Regions from separate parts of the Mus musculus genome. Here regions 1, 2, 3 and 4 are each linked to region 5. The links are chromatin contacts, called in public HiChIP or PLAC-seq, Micro-C and promoter capture Hi-C maps. All regions are on one chromosome and are shown on one strand. Each heading gives the region's core, a stretch centred on a gene start, on an enhancer-like site or on the middle of the called end of the contact. The rest is flanking DNA. Distances are from core to core; before and after follow the strand shown.

Region 1 (2,700 bases), core at 180-2,679, 190 kb before region 5:
AAAGGTGCTCACAGCTAGTTCAGCCCGAAGCCAATCACGACCAGTGAATCCAGTTACATTCCAAATTGGATTAGCAAGAGGTCCTTTATTCACCCTAACTAGGATATTCAAAGTGCCAGGGTTCAACCCCTTCTGGCTATATAACAGGTAACTGAAATCAATGCAGTGGGTGTCATTCTCCTTCATGGTAGGCAGCTGAAGTCTGGCTTTTTCTCCAGGATCATGATTTGAGGAGTCCACAACCATATAGGAACCTGAAATGACATTACAAATAACAGAGCTAAGAACATTGATAAGCCAGGGGTATCAAACAACTGTAAAATATTACAACTATAAAATTTCATAGAGTATTATAGGATATTACTCTATGAAAACATTAAATTTTAAAATGTCTTCTGGGGCAGGGCCATAGAAAAATATCAGTCAAGACATCACGTAGATCCATTTCTTACTAACATTTCATAAACTAGACAAAAACAGTTTATTCATCTCTACAACTTGATATTAACCCTGATTTACAATATAGAAATATGGGACATAACTGCTAACTTAGGGTCAGATGGTAGACAAGCAGGAGTCGGATTCAGGTTCAACACTCTCTCTAAAATTTCCCTAGTCCTACAAAATAGTAAGCTTTTGAAAAATGAAACAAGTAAATGTATTGGTTTGATATGCACAGAAAGTACTTTCTTCTTTTGTTTTCTCTGTTAACACAAATGTTAAAGCAGAGAAATGGAAGACTGCAGGAAGTGGAATAACTTCCAACTTCAAATACTAATATTTTTGTTTATTTAAGGCATATGCACTTTTGCCATTCACTAAGTCCTGAGAACATCAAGTTATGGAGTAAGAATACTTTGTAAAGTGGTTATGAGAGCTACTATTCAATTTTCCTTTCATTCTATATTTTTAAATATTTTAATTTTATACATGTGATATACATGAGAGAGAGAAAGAGAGAGAGAGAGAGAGAGAGAGAGAGAGAGAGAGAGAGAGAGAGAGAGAGAGCACAAGTCGACACATGCATGCCAGGGCACATGATTGAAGTCAGCAGACACTTGAGGGAATTGGTAGTCTTCTTTCAGTACGTGAGACCTAAGAATCAAACTCCGATCCCACATTTGGTATCAATCCTTTACCTACTGAGACATCTTGCCAACCCCCTAATGTCCAACTATTCTTAATTTGACTCTAGTACATAGCTGGTGCACTGTTGACTCAAAACTGTCATCTTGGTAAGATTACTTCTGACCCCCGCAGTTAACACTGACCACCATGCTCCTCTAAAGCAGGACATAAGCAAGCACGAGGTCACATTGACTGAGTAACCATTAACTCATTCTGGATCTTGTGAGGTAAATGACACAGTCAGAATCCTACTTTCAGAACGCCAACACTTTTTTTGGTTTTGCTAAGGGCAAAGTTCATACAGTGACTATTCACTGAGGCTGGCACTGGTCTACTATACTATTGCAAGCAGCTCTCCAGAAAGACATGCTGTTATTCTCCCTATTATTCTCATGCAAAGAAGATTTGAATAAATATGTGAACCTCCAAAAAAATGTAATGATATCATTTTGTCAAACAGCATGACATTAGGAGTCATATTAGAGAGCTATTTTTTTTATATAAGGTTTCTTACACTGCACTTGGCCCTCTCTTCCTGAAATGCAAAACTACTCTTCTATATTCTATTCTGAAACATAATAAATTGTACCACGATATCCAAAAACCTCAGTGACTGTGTCTATGTATCTCAGTTAATTGACAACCTGGAGCTCAAACAGACAGAACACAAAAATACTTCAGAGAGGAAGGCTTCAGCTACATAAGAAATCAAATTTTCAATCTGGACAGTTGCCATTAGAAGGGACCTTTTGATCCCAAAGTTTTATGACAATTTTTTTCTAGTACTTCAGTACAGTCAAGTACAGAATACACATACGATATTAATAGTAATTCCTGTTATTGTTTACTTGTGTCTCCCAGTCTTCGTTTCTCAAGTGCTGGGATTACATTTTAGCTTGATTCTCACAGACAGTACATTAATAGGATAAAAAGATCATCGGTGTATTTTTGGTAAACAACTTCCAAAATGAAAACAAAACAAAACAAAAACAAAACAAAACAAAACAAGATTTCCCGGCTCTTAACCTAATTTGGAAAAAAAAAAAAAAAAGAAAAAAAAAAAGAAAAAAGAAAAAAAGAATGATTTTATTCATGGCTATTCTCACATTTTTAACATCAATAACTAAGCTGTCAAAATGTTTCTACAGTGTGCCAATTTGAATTAGACTAATTTCTGTGATGACCATGACCAGGCCTGAGACCCTAAAAAAGCTATAAGCATCATTACTGGCCTGTTTCTGTGTCCTGTTTACCCAATGATGAATAATTTTATAAGTAAATGGCATATTTATTTCCATAAGTTTAGCTTCTGACTACCAATTTTAAAGTGTAGAGCTCAAAAGACTTATTAGCTTCCTAATAGTAATTTTCTACTATCATAAAATAACGTTTGGAGTAAAATATGCTTTGTGTCACATTTTAAAAATGCATTATATTTACCATTAAGACCATTTAGCAATTTTCAGCCATTTGCATTTTAAGCTACAACCATTTTCTTATTAAAGAAATGGAATGAACAAGCGCTAGTCATCATTAGTTCTTACCAATTTGATCATTAGAAAGATGAAAATC
Region 2 (2,700 bases), core at 166-2,665, 150 kb before region 5:
ATGCAACCCACATCTGGGTTAAGTTATTACTAGTATTTGCAAAGAAACTCAGTAACACTGAGTTTTATCTATAAGTTAATAGCACTTATTGATTTCTTCTCCCAAAACTAAGCAAATTTCACGCAAGTGTCAACACTGAGATATTCCCTTTTAAAGCCTATAAACAATTATTTATTATTCCATTTGCTCTCTGCATATATGTAAGTGCAGCCTGGTCATCCACGTAGCTCATGGATCATCTTAGCTTCTTTTCTGCATATTAGCTTTGACACTGGGGTGAATCAGACTTACAAATATTTTAATATTATGTATCTTTTTTCTATGCTCTGATATATTTAAATCTGTGCTTTAGAGACAGGAGTTGGTGAGCTGCAATGTTCAAATCAGTAACGACAGCTTTTCCCAGTCCGGAAGTGATTTTAGAGCTTTAGTGCCATGTTTGTATTATCACTGGTAAACTTGAAAACAGTTCAATATTTAACACCTATCTACATTAACTCTAGTTAGCAAACAATAAAGAAATTCTAATGCATTATTCACATTTCTCTCTTAATGTCTTTGAAGCATTCTATGGAATCTAGTGCAGTCAAAGTGGGCACAACCAGATGTGTGTGGTGTCGCATGCCTTTAATCCCAGGATAGGAGGCATAGACAGGCAAAAATAACTGTGAGTTAGAAGTGTAAGAGACACCCATGTCTTGTGAGACCCTGTCTCCCATTTGTCCCATCCAAAAACAAAAAGAGAGCAAGGCAATAGCAAAACCTTTAAGTATCTTTTTCCTAATAATATTCTACATATATTCAGTTACCAACAATCAAAGACATTTAGTCGTATCTGGACTAGGGATATGACTCATTGTATATTGTGCCCAACCTGGTGACCTGAGTTGGATCCCAGGAAATCTATGTGTTAAAGGAGAGAACAAATGCATACAAGTTGCTCTCTGACCTACAGGCACAAGCACACACACAACTAAGTAAACAAAGGAGTGGTAAAGTCATTTCTGGGTTTAAAGTGTAAATGATTACAATTACATCTGTGCCTGGATTTTGTTTCACTAGTGTAGGTATAAAAGGAAATTTAAGAAAATATTTAACTAAAGATATATTTGTTGGCAAAATGCAAATACCATTCAAATGATAAATCAACATTCATAAGGTTAAAAGTCTTTCAATGTCTTTAACTGATTAACTGTGGAGCTGAGATTTTTCTTTAGCTAGTGACCAGGTACCTTTACCTACCACAAATACTTCAAACAGCTCCCACCGTCCCAAACCAGGGAAGTTGCGCCTGGCTTCAGCTGCTTATAGTATTTTAGATGACACTTGATTTGGTTGGTTAATATACTATCACTATCAGGCATGTGTGTTTACTTTCAGAACTGGTACTTCTGGTGAGGACGAGGTGAGAACTGGGTGTTTTCCAGGCCAATAGTCTTATGCAACACTTAAGTTGAGTCAAAACCATAGAACACCTGATAAGATTCATATACGGCCTAACCAACCTGACTAAGCTATTTTTAACAACTCTTAGGAAGAATTCACAATACTGATATTTACCCACTTGTCTCTAATCACCATGAGTAGTATTAACACTAGGCTCTGGATAATTTTACAAATACTGGCTGAGGAGACAGATTTAGTCTAAGTTCATGTCAGCCATGTGGAAAGAGTTTTCTGGATGGCAGACAGGCAAGCCTTTCTATAATATACATCCAGTGGACAAGCCCTTGCTATCAGAAAATTCGTCAGTAGTGGAATAAGTCCATTGTCTAAACTAAGCTCAGAAATGAGTAGTTCTTGAGTGCTTCTCAGAGTTATAGTTCACTCTGCCATAAACAATGTAGCTATCCAAGACTGTTACAACTAATGCAAATGATGTAATTAACACTCTTAAACTCTAGGTAAAAGATCTAAATTATTCACCATAACTATTATTTGAAGTATAGTAAAGTTAGCTTATATACTTTTTAAATATTATTTTTAGTATACCTCTGTTCATTCACAAACTCCTCTCTTCACTAAGCATCTATGCATGCCAAGAAGCAGGCTAAGTGCCTGGCATACCTCTAACAAGCACAAGTTTCTCTTACAAATATCCAGTGGCTGAATATATAAAGAGCCCAAAGAAGGTGACATAAAATGGAGTCAGTTCACTCCGAGACTCATAATTCTACATCCATAAGCCTGAAACTTTACAGAAATCATCCCACATATTGAGGGAGGTTCTAGAATCATCTTAGACACAGAGAAAAACCAGTGTAAGTTCAGGCGCCCAAAGAGAGTGAACAGAGACATGGAGGCAGTTTTATGCTGTTCGACTTAGCAAGCATGCATGTCACAAGGCAAATGTGAATTGGCCATTACCTGAATCTGGCTCCCTTGGGTTCCACCTCTCACAATCTTAATTTATGTCAATGAAGATGGTCCAGGTTTTGAAGATACTTCATAGAAAGAAGTACACACTCATCCCAAACAGAACCTACCCTGAATTGACCTGGATCTCTTTGTTGTACCTTCCTCAAGGAGGAAACTACAAAGATGAAGAGTGTTTTGCTCACTTCTCTAACTCCTATTAGAGAGCTTCAGTAAATACTTGTTGGAAAGACACAGTAGGTAAAATTCTGCTGACCTGTACTGTAGGGGTTATAACGCTGCCACTAGGTAAAGCCAAAATACCCATATTACCCTCAACTTCTT
Region 3 (2,700 bases), core at 7-2,506, 230 kb before region 5:
TCGGGGACAGGGGGGGAACACTAGTCTTGATTCAAAAGTAGCAGCATGTTACTTTTATGTCACTACTCAGATAAAATATATTCGGTGGAAATTGGTAAGAGTATGAGGGAAAATTGCAGAAATAATAGATTAACAACATCCAGAGACTAAGGTTAGATTATACAAATTTTACACTTACAAAACTGGCTGCTGGTATAGCAAGTTGAAATTTTGATGCTCCCTTCCCCCCATATAAACATGATTCTTACAAATTACAACACAAAAGAACTATTTTGCTTCTATTATTAGTTTTTAGGGGAATCGCATTCTGACACCACAGAAGGCTTGATGTCATCTGTTGAAAGGTTGTCCTTGATAAGCTACATTTCTAGTTTCCATCTCATTAATATATTTTCAATTTCAAAAATGCCAAAAAAATGAAACCCATTATCTAGAGTTTTACTAAATTTACTCTGGGTCTAAAAATAAAAGATTATTTAGAAAACTCAATATGAAACACACTGTGTGCTTGCTTTTTGTGTTGCTTTATTAAGTGTCATGATCATGGTATTTAACCCAGGCTTCCATAGAGCCTTCTAGGCAGCGCAGACAGTTTCCTTGAGGTCCTCCTGGCATAATTAATGCCGTGACTCATGATACTCAGATGGAAAACATTTGTGTGAGCATTTTAAAATTGTCCATTTAAAGTATTTCCTGGTATTTACAATTCTCCTGAATAAAGGTAAAAGAATGCCACAGTCCCCCAGGCAGATGGCCTACAGAAACAATCAACTGGTATTCCCACAGAAATAAAAATGTCAGTTTGTTCCAATGATTGCCACATAAAGAGTCATAAAAATATCTTTAATCTGTCTAAACAGGTCGTTCAAAAGTACCCTCCTATAAGTTAACAGAGACATGTCAATGTATTTAATGTGTAGAGAGATGGGCTGAAATGTTTTGGCTTGATGGAAACGAATATATTTTTCTGTGTCAGTTTAGGTTATCAAGAAAAAAAAGAAAGGTTTTGGTTTTTGTTTTAAGCCCCAAAGACAATAAAAATAAACACAGCCTCACATTGCTGATATACAACCACCTTGAACACTCTAATTTAGTACACTATGGGCCTAGTATGTTCCTGTCACCATAGATCACTGAGGCATGCTAATATACATGCTAACCATGTACATGAAACTCTGTGTTTTACTAGTAATACCTGGCATGAAACTGCTCCATTTTACCCATTACAGCAGACTCATCATTCTGACTCATCAGGAAGACAGTCAGGCTCCTTTCTGGAGAGGAAGTTCCAAAGCTTCACTAACTAAGTCACAGCCAATGACATACAGAATGTTCAACTCTATATCAAGTTAATCAGGAGATAAAGATGGCCCCAATGTCAGAAGGTCTAATAGTCACTTGAGAGTTCTAAAATTATAGTACATATTGCCATAAGGGACATGGTGAAATACAAAGGCACATGGACTCCTGCCAAGGATGGGGCTCTGACCCCTAATACAAGAATAATGAAGTATACAACATCACCCTGTGGAATATTCCTGCAGGACTCCAATCCTTTGAGCTCATATGATGAGAAAACTGGGCAAAATTCTTCCTCAGGTCTGTTCAGTATTCAAATTTCATTAAAAAAATATACTTAATGAAATACTAATAATAATGAGTTAAGATTTCAAAATCTTGTATCTTATTCTGTGGGCATGTGATATACTGTCTTTATTTTGTGGGGACTGAAAGAAAATAGTTGCTCAAGCCTTTAAAATGGTGGCAATATAATTATAAACCATGTGTAGCACTTATTTCAGTGAGATAATGTGTGTATATATATATGTATATATATACATATACATATACATATACATATACATATACATATATATATATAAAATTTGATTATTTAGTGATTAATACCTAAAGCATATTAATATGTGACAATAGGTTTTAGTTACAAATACACACACACACTGTCAACCAATAACAGTACTCTTTTTGTACAAAATAGAGTTTTCTGTTATCTATAAGTAATATAAATATAAATTTAAACCTACTACATGAATTTAACAAAATGTTTTAAAATAGTAAAAATATTGTCTCTCATCACAAAACAGAAGTTGTAAAGAAGCAAATTCATTTTCTCAAGTTGTATATTCTTTTATACATTGTTTATGACTCCATCCTAGAAAAGACTAGTAATGGCTGAAAGGATAGGTTAACCCCTGCCCAAAAATATCAAGTATTTTTACAATAAACATTTAACTCTCTGTATTAGACATCCATGCACAGACTCTAAGCTTTGTAGCAATAAATGCAGCACGCAGTTCCCAATGGACTCTGATAAAATGACACGATACCACCAGGACACAGACTTATCTTGTCCCTACAGATCTGGTTTTATTTGGGAAGAAAATGGGGAAATGTGAGGGGAGAAAGTCTGGCGCAATTTCAAATGACCTTGCCCGACCATTACTTCTATCACTCACCTATAACTTCAAGACCGCTGCCTGAAAAAGATTCAAGCTGATGTTTTAATCCAGATCTATATGTTTTGACAAATCTAAACTTTTAGCAAACTATGTATATATTTTTAAACCTTTTTTAAAAATGGACAATTTTTTTTGTCCAAATGGGGATTCCTCATTTGCAGAGTGTTTGTTCACAGGCATAAAGGATCCCTTCTAAACCTTCTCTGTGTGTATTAAAAAA
Region 4 (2,702 bases), core at 16-2,515, 240 kb after region 5:
TTTTCATGCAATGCTGGTCATTGATGTGGTTCATAAGCATCATAGCTAGGAAGGACTATTGGCTGCTCCTCTTATTTTGGAAGCTTGCATGGTGCCTTCTGCTAAACAAAATCTTGCCCTTAAGGATGATGCTAAAAAGCAACCTTCAAAAATTCACTGGATAGAAAAGAGACTTGTTATTTACATTTATTAGTGCATGAATCAATAAGGAAAATTTAGCTGAATTAACTTGTCTTCTGATTGTTCCATTTCTCCTTAATTGATCATTTGTGTCTTCTATCAAGTTGAAGTTTTGAGCAAATTCAAGGTAACTTTCAAGGGAAGAACTGTAATCAAAGGTATGAAAATTTTGCATATAAATGTAACATCTTTAAACAATGTTGATATATATTCAACTCAATTCTGTAGATACCCTCATCACTGTCTTCATGAACATTATAAATATCAGTATTGCAGCTCTTTACAAAGCAACACAACATGTGTCTGTAGTCTAAACAGACTAGTTAGTAATTCTTACTGCAAGGGTGCTGTATGTACAGTTGAATATCCATTGTCAAATTATGCTCAGTCTGAAATGGTCCAGCTCCCGAAGGTTTGTGACTGTTGACCTGATTCTATACGTGAAAAGTTTTGAAACCATAAAACATCATTTTATGTACAAAACTAATAGCGGCATTGTTCAAAATTACTGTTAGGCTATGTGAATGAGCAATATATTACCTATCTTTCAGTCACAATAATACAAACCTTTGACAGGCAAGTTAAAACCATACAAGTTTTACTGTGGCATGCAGCTTCAGAAATTTCAGATTTATGGACCCACTTCTTTTGGTCCATGTTGGTATGTCACAGCATAAGCAAGTATCGTTGCAAAACCACGTACCTTATGGTCAGGAACTAAATAGAGAGAAAGAAAGGAGGAAGTTGTGATTGAGATATTTCTAATTAATTAATTAATTGCATCTGTGTCATGTGTTCCTGTGAAGGTTGAGGGGGTGACTGTTTAAATTATTCACTTTAAAACACTGTTCACTGCCTCCTCCCAGTCACCCCTTCCACAATCCTTCCCCATTCCCTTTCTCTTAGTGGGTGGGGCCTCATGAGTATCCCCCCACTCTGGCACATCAAGTCTCTACAAGGCTAGGTGCTTCATCTCTCACTGAGGACAGACAAGGCAGCCCAGATAGAAGAACATATGGTAGGGGGACCACTTATAGTAGTAAATTCTCCCCTTCTATTATGTGGGTCCTGAGGATTTACCCAGGCTTGGTGGAAAAGGCCTTTACCCCTTAGTCATCACATTAGTCACTCAACTATTTCTTCCACAGCATGTCCTGAAAGCCAAAGATCTCTCCTCAAGTGTTAAAGGTTTTATAAACTCCCAATAGGATGATTCTTAGTGATAATCTTCCACCACATAGATCTTGGGAAACATTTCATATGCAAACTGTAGTAGTGAATGTATGTGTCATGAATCAGCTTTGTATTTTCACTTGAGTTCCATTCCTATAATATCTTGTTATGAATATGCCAGTGCTCCAAAACCAAGAAACATTTAAGTTCTCATATACATGTCAAACATTTCAGACAAAGTACATTTGGCATGGATTAGGAGATGGGATGTTTGATGGTGTCTAAGCTGGGTTACTTTTAGAACTTACTTGAAGAGTGCCCATATTTTTTCTGATTATGATTCTTCTTTGTGATATAAATATTTATATGAATATATATGCATACAATTATCTACTGTTCATACTTTAAATATCATCGCATTTAGTTTACTTGGATCATGTCAAGAAAATATAATTCAAACCATGATTAATCTACAAAACTAGTCTGCTAAGAAATATATTTGATTCATTAAACAATATAATAAATATATAAAATCTGTATGTTTGTATTAGGAGGAGTAACTAATATTACTGGGATAGACTGACATTCTGATCAGCTTATTATGATGTCAGATGCAAGTTAGGGTAGAGACTTTCCTGAGTATCTCACATGTATGTAGTGACTAATACACTTATCGTGAAGTCTGTCACCCTCTACCTTAGATTTAGAAGAAAGAGTGAATTATCAAATATGACTTTAGAGAATATAACCTCAGGTCAATAATCCAGTGACCTGAGATTAATTATGTGCTTTTAAATTAGGAATAACAGTGGATAAGGAATGAAGTCTTTCCATGTCCTGTACCCAAACCAAAGCAATCAAGAAAATGGATCTAATTGGTAAATTGTCTCGATCACTGTATAATGTCCATGCAGAAATGAAAATAGGCATGTGAAGAGAGGGGAGGGGGATGGATATTGCCTTGCAAGACCCTGACACTGACAGAGAAGTTATTGGTAATAAAAACCATCATCTTAAGAAAGAGTACAACAAGTGACTGGAAAGAGCATTTAAAAAATAGTATTTAAAATTTAGAACAGGGCAGGAGAGATGGCCTAGTGATTATAACATATACTGCTTTTGCAGAGGATCAGAGCTTGGTTCACTGCAGCCATATGAGGTAGTTAACAACTGCTTATAACTTCAGCCATGGAGCACACACACACACACACACACACACACACACACACACACACACACACACACGTCACTCACTCACCATACATACATACACATAACTAAAAAATGATAAAAATGTATTAAAAATGAACCTCAAAGATAGTACTCTACTGAATATGTTCATTTTTTTC
Region 5 (2,700 bases), core at 99-2,598:
CTGGACGGGAACAGAGACCACCAGTCTGAAAGACCCGGAATCCTGGGACTTATCTGAGCGGTTTTACTTAGAACTCAAAGGGATAGCCTGGAATATCGCATCACGTCTCACTCCTGGGTTGTCCAGGAGAACAGCGAACGTTCCCAGCCCAGGTCACCCAGGCGGACTCAGGGTGGTGTGGAGCCAGATTTGAGCTTTGTGGTGGCTTCGCCCCATAAATAGGGTAAGCCTTCCGGGAATGGGAGCCCAGAACTCGCTGCCCAGGACAGCTCTGAATCTACCCTTAGAGCTACATTTACAAACGTCGTACGGACTCTGCCAATGTATACATACAACGTGCTCCACGCTGTGTGCTCTGTAATCTATCCAGGAGCAACTCTGAACCCTCAGCAGAGGAGGAAGGAGCCTCCAGGAGGCACCGGGAAGTAGCTGGACAATAGTCAGAGGCGGTTATACCCGGGACAAAAAGCACCTGGCAGAACACACCGAGATCGGTCCCTATGTGTCTCCACAATTCTCACAAAGACTTCCCGGGGAAATTTTGAACAGTCTGGCGACAGAGAGCCACTAGCCAGCTCAGCGAGCCATAAAATCGTGGTCCCGGGAGCCCTAAGTACTTTTTCTTCCTCACTTCCCTAACTAATGCTGTGGACTGCTCCCGACTCCCAGGCAAAAAGAACACCCAGGAAAAGCAAGGTCGCCACACACTCCATCCAGCACACCCTGGGCTGTCTGCGCGCCGGACTAGCCTCAGAAACAATGGGTCGAGAACGTAAAAGTTACCTGCGCACGGGGGCGCACAGCTCTTGGCCCTGCGTCCCGCCTGACACAAACTCCCAGGACAGACCTAGCTCCAACCTGCACCACCACCACCCCCGCCACCTTAAGCGGACGCCCCCTGGATCCCCGAACCCAGCACCAGCAATCAGTCAGTCCTTCCTGCCTGAGTCCAAGACTGTGGACAGACACAGACCACCCCCAACCTCTCACCTGCTGAGAACTGGCCAAGGGCCGACCCCAGGAGAGGCCACGGGTACAGAAGCCAGAGAGCTACAAAAGCAGGCAACGCAGCGGCCGCCACATCCATGGCGAGTTTGGGAGAAGTTTCAAGCAGCTTTGCAAAGAGCCTCCGGGGGAATCGCGGTGAAATCCGCCAGCCAGCAGCCCGCCCGGCCTCGTCGGGGGGCTCGCGGAGACGCCGCGGCCACCCGCCAGCACTTTCGTCCTTGCGCAACGTCGGCCAACTACCTCGCGGGCGAAAGCGTCTCCAGCGTCGCCCGCCAGCCGCGGCCGCCGCTCTCCATGCTAGGCAGAGGCTGCTCAGGGTAGTCCAGAGTTAGTTTGCTCTGGGAGGGACGGGGGCGGAGCCTGGGGTGACGTCGCCCCGCGGGCTCCGGCAGCTTCGGAGGAATGCGGGCTCCGGTGCGCGCCGCCGCCACTGCCGCCTCCTGCTAGGGAGACGCGCGCCAGCCGGGCCGCGCGCCCCGCGCCCTGCGCCCCGCGCCGCCTTTGTTCGCCACCTGGGCTCGGTGGCCGCGCGGCTCTCTGGCGGCGAGCGGGAAAGGGGGACCTGGCGCAGCTCCCTGCCGGATCCCTGAGATTCAACTCTGAGAGGCAGAACTGTGGGCGGACGACGGAGGAGGCGCCCGAGGAGAGGTGTCCTGGGGTTCTGTCCCCAAGGTGGCGGTCCCACCAGAGCGGCTGGTGGTAGGAAGAAAAGGGAGCGTAGATGTGACCTTTAAAACGCCGACCTGCACTGAAATTTCACTCTTCCTTATTGATAGGATAAGGAATAAGGCTCCCTACCCCATTGAAAACTTACTCTCGTTTGTTCACGAAATAAATAAAACTTGGACCAAAATAAAATGTTGGGTAAGTTTCCAGTGTGAACAGCTGGCGTGCCTCGTTTCTGGTTTATTTGTCATTGGGAAGCTCCCAGCCGCTCAGCCTTCGCATAGCCTGGTGGAGTAGAGCAAGACTTGGTTTTGTTTTGATTTTTACTGTCTTGTAGCTATATAAGAAATAAGTATTTAATAAAAGGAGTTTATCCCAACAATGAGCACAGCATGGTTGCTCCGAAGGAACCCAATGCTGTGTGCTGTGTTACAGGCAGGAAGTCAGTTTTGCTACCTTAGCAGCTTGGTGTGATTTCTCCAAATGCCACCTTCACTTGCTTCTGTAGCAACGCTGTATAGTTGCTTACTTTTACTCATGTCTGCAAATTATGACACATGTAAGTATGACCAAAACTGAATAAGCCTAACTTTTTTTTTGAATTTTGATGCTATATATGCAACTGCTAATAATAGCCTTGATTGGCACCTGTCAGTCACTCAAAATGTCTTTAGCCTTTTAAAATCAAAATGAAGTGAAATTCAATTTAATACAGCATTCTCATCATTAACCGAGCCACATATTTCTGTAATTAATACATGCTGTTATGACTAGGTTTGGAATAGATGCAAGTGACTGTATACTACACACACACACATCTATGCACATATATTATACATATTGATGAAGAAGGGAGAAAATGGGTTTCTTTTTTATTTGCTGAGGATAGAAAGTCCGTTACGCTACAGCCTTGATGACTGCTCATTAGTACCTGTAACAAGCCCAACACTTGTCAATTCAGTTCAGCATAGTTCAGTCATCTCCCTCTGGGTACAATGTCAATGTTCCTTAGCTCATTAACCTATA

Evidence for each region. Promoter capture Hi-C pulls out the DNA fragments that hold promoters and counts their contacts. Hi-C and Micro-C count contacts between places; a contact is called where the count stands out from the background. HiChIP or PLAC-seq counts read pairs in DNA pulled down with a chosen protein or histone mark.
Region 1: a promoter capture Hi-C map of liver shows a contact between it and region 5, with 2.5 times the contacts expected there. The contact joins the enhancer-like site here to the promoter of Ptprk in region 5. A contact is called at or near these places in 6 of 39 promoter capture datasets (the 3T3-L1 cell line, 3T3-L1-derived adipocytes, hippocampal neurons and 1 more), 4 of 484 Hi-C or Micro-C datasets (the AML12 cell line, cerebral cortex, liver and 1 more), 4 of 115 datasets of contacts at active chromatin or transcription factors (cardiomyocytes, embryonic midbrain, neural progenitor cells and 1 more) and 1 of 9 other capture datasets (adipose tissue).
Region 2: a contact with region 5 is called in a FOXA1 HiChIP or PLAC-seq map of pancreatic cancer cells. The contact joins the enhancer-like site here to the promoter of Ptprk in region 5. A contact is called at or near these places in 6 of 39 promoter capture datasets (the 3T3-L1 cell line, 3T3-L1-derived adipocytes, hippocampal neurons and 1 more), 9 of 484 Hi-C or Micro-C datasets (MC3T3-E1-derived osteoblasts, cerebellar granule neurons, embryonic stem cells and 4 more) and 4 of 115 datasets of contacts at active chromatin or transcription factors (embryonic stem cells, intestinal crypt epithelium, neural progenitor cells and 1 more).
Region 3: a Micro-C map of the HL-1 cell line shows a contact between it and region 5, with 6 times the contacts expected there. The contact joins the enhancer-like site here to the promoter of Ptprk in region 5. A contact is called at or near these places in 6 of 39 promoter capture datasets (the 3T3-L1 cell line, 3T3-L1-derived adipocytes, hippocampal neurons and 1 more), 4 of 484 Hi-C or Micro-C datasets (the HL-1 cell line, adipose-derived mesenchymal stem cells, tail fibroblasts and 1 more) and 2 of 115 datasets of contacts at active chromatin or transcription factors (embryonic midbrain and stem cell-derived neural progenitor cells).
Region 4: a contact with region 5 is called in an H3K27ac HiChIP or PLAC-seq map of the NIH/3T3 cell line, with 2.1 times the contacts expected there. The contact joins the enhancer-like site here to the promoter of Ptprk in region 5. A contact is called at or near these places in 4 of 39 promoter capture datasets (the 3T3-L1 cell line, 3T3-L1-derived adipocytes, the SN4741 cell line and 1 more), 1 of 15 datasets of contacts at CTCF or cohesin (the NIH/3T3 cell line), 1 of 484 Hi-C or Micro-C datasets (the C2C12 cell line), 3 of 115 datasets of contacts at active chromatin or transcription factors (the NIH/3T3 cell line and embryonic stem cells) and 1 of 9 other capture datasets (embryonic stem cells).

What each region holds. Positions count from the first base shown.
Region 1 is chr10:28,261,055-28,263,754 of GRCm38.p6, reverse strand. Ptprk (protein tyrosine phosphatase, receptor type, K) reads right to left here. Exons shown (of 32, transcript NM_008983.2): 3 at 1-254. Among named protein-coding and RNA genes, the nearest start is that of Ptprk, 190 kb to the right of the region's middle. Within about 2 kb of position 1,429, at least 5 of the 459 cell types and tissues checked have an H3K27ac peak or open chromatin away from gene starts, as enhancers often do. A contact at or near this core is called in liver, where this site is marked.
Region 2 is chr10:28,226,641-28,229,340 of GRCm38.p6, reverse strand. All of the region lies in intron 2 of Ptprk (protein tyrosine phosphatase, receptor type, K), which reads right to left. Among named protein-coding and RNA genes, the nearest start is that of Ptprk, 150 kb to the right of the region's middle. Within about 2 kb of position 1,415, at least 19 of the 459 cell types and tissues checked have an H3K27ac peak or open chromatin away from gene starts, as enhancers often do. A contact at or near this core is called in pancreatic cancer cells, where this site is marked.
Region 3 is chr10:28,302,612-28,305,311 of GRCm38.p6, reverse strand. The region is part of intron 3 of Ptprk (protein tyrosine phosphatase, receptor type, K); the gene reads right to left. Among named protein-coding and RNA genes, the nearest start is that of Ptprk, 230 kb to the right of the region's middle. Within about 2 kb of position 1,256, at least 15 of the 459 cell types and tissues checked have an H3K27ac peak or open chromatin away from gene starts, as enhancers often do. A contact at or near this core is called in the HL-1 cell line and tail fibroblasts, where this site is marked.
Region 4 is chr10:27,828,629-27,831,330 of GRCm38.p6, reverse strand. No RefSeq gene overlaps it. Among named protein-coding and RNA genes, the nearest start is that of Gm30228, 20 kb to the right of the region's middle. Within about 2 kb of position 1,265, at least 3 of the 459 cell types and tissues checked have an H3K27ac peak or open chromatin away from gene starts, as enhancers often do. A contact at or near this core is called in the C2C12 cell line and the NIH/3T3 cell line, where this site is marked.
Region 5 is chr10:28,073,468-28,076,167 of GRCm38.p6, reverse strand. It overlaps Ptprk (protein tyrosine phosphatase, receptor type, K), which reads right to left and starts at 1,348. Exons shown (of 32, transcript NM_008983.2): 1 at 991-1,348. The coding sequence starts at 1,087.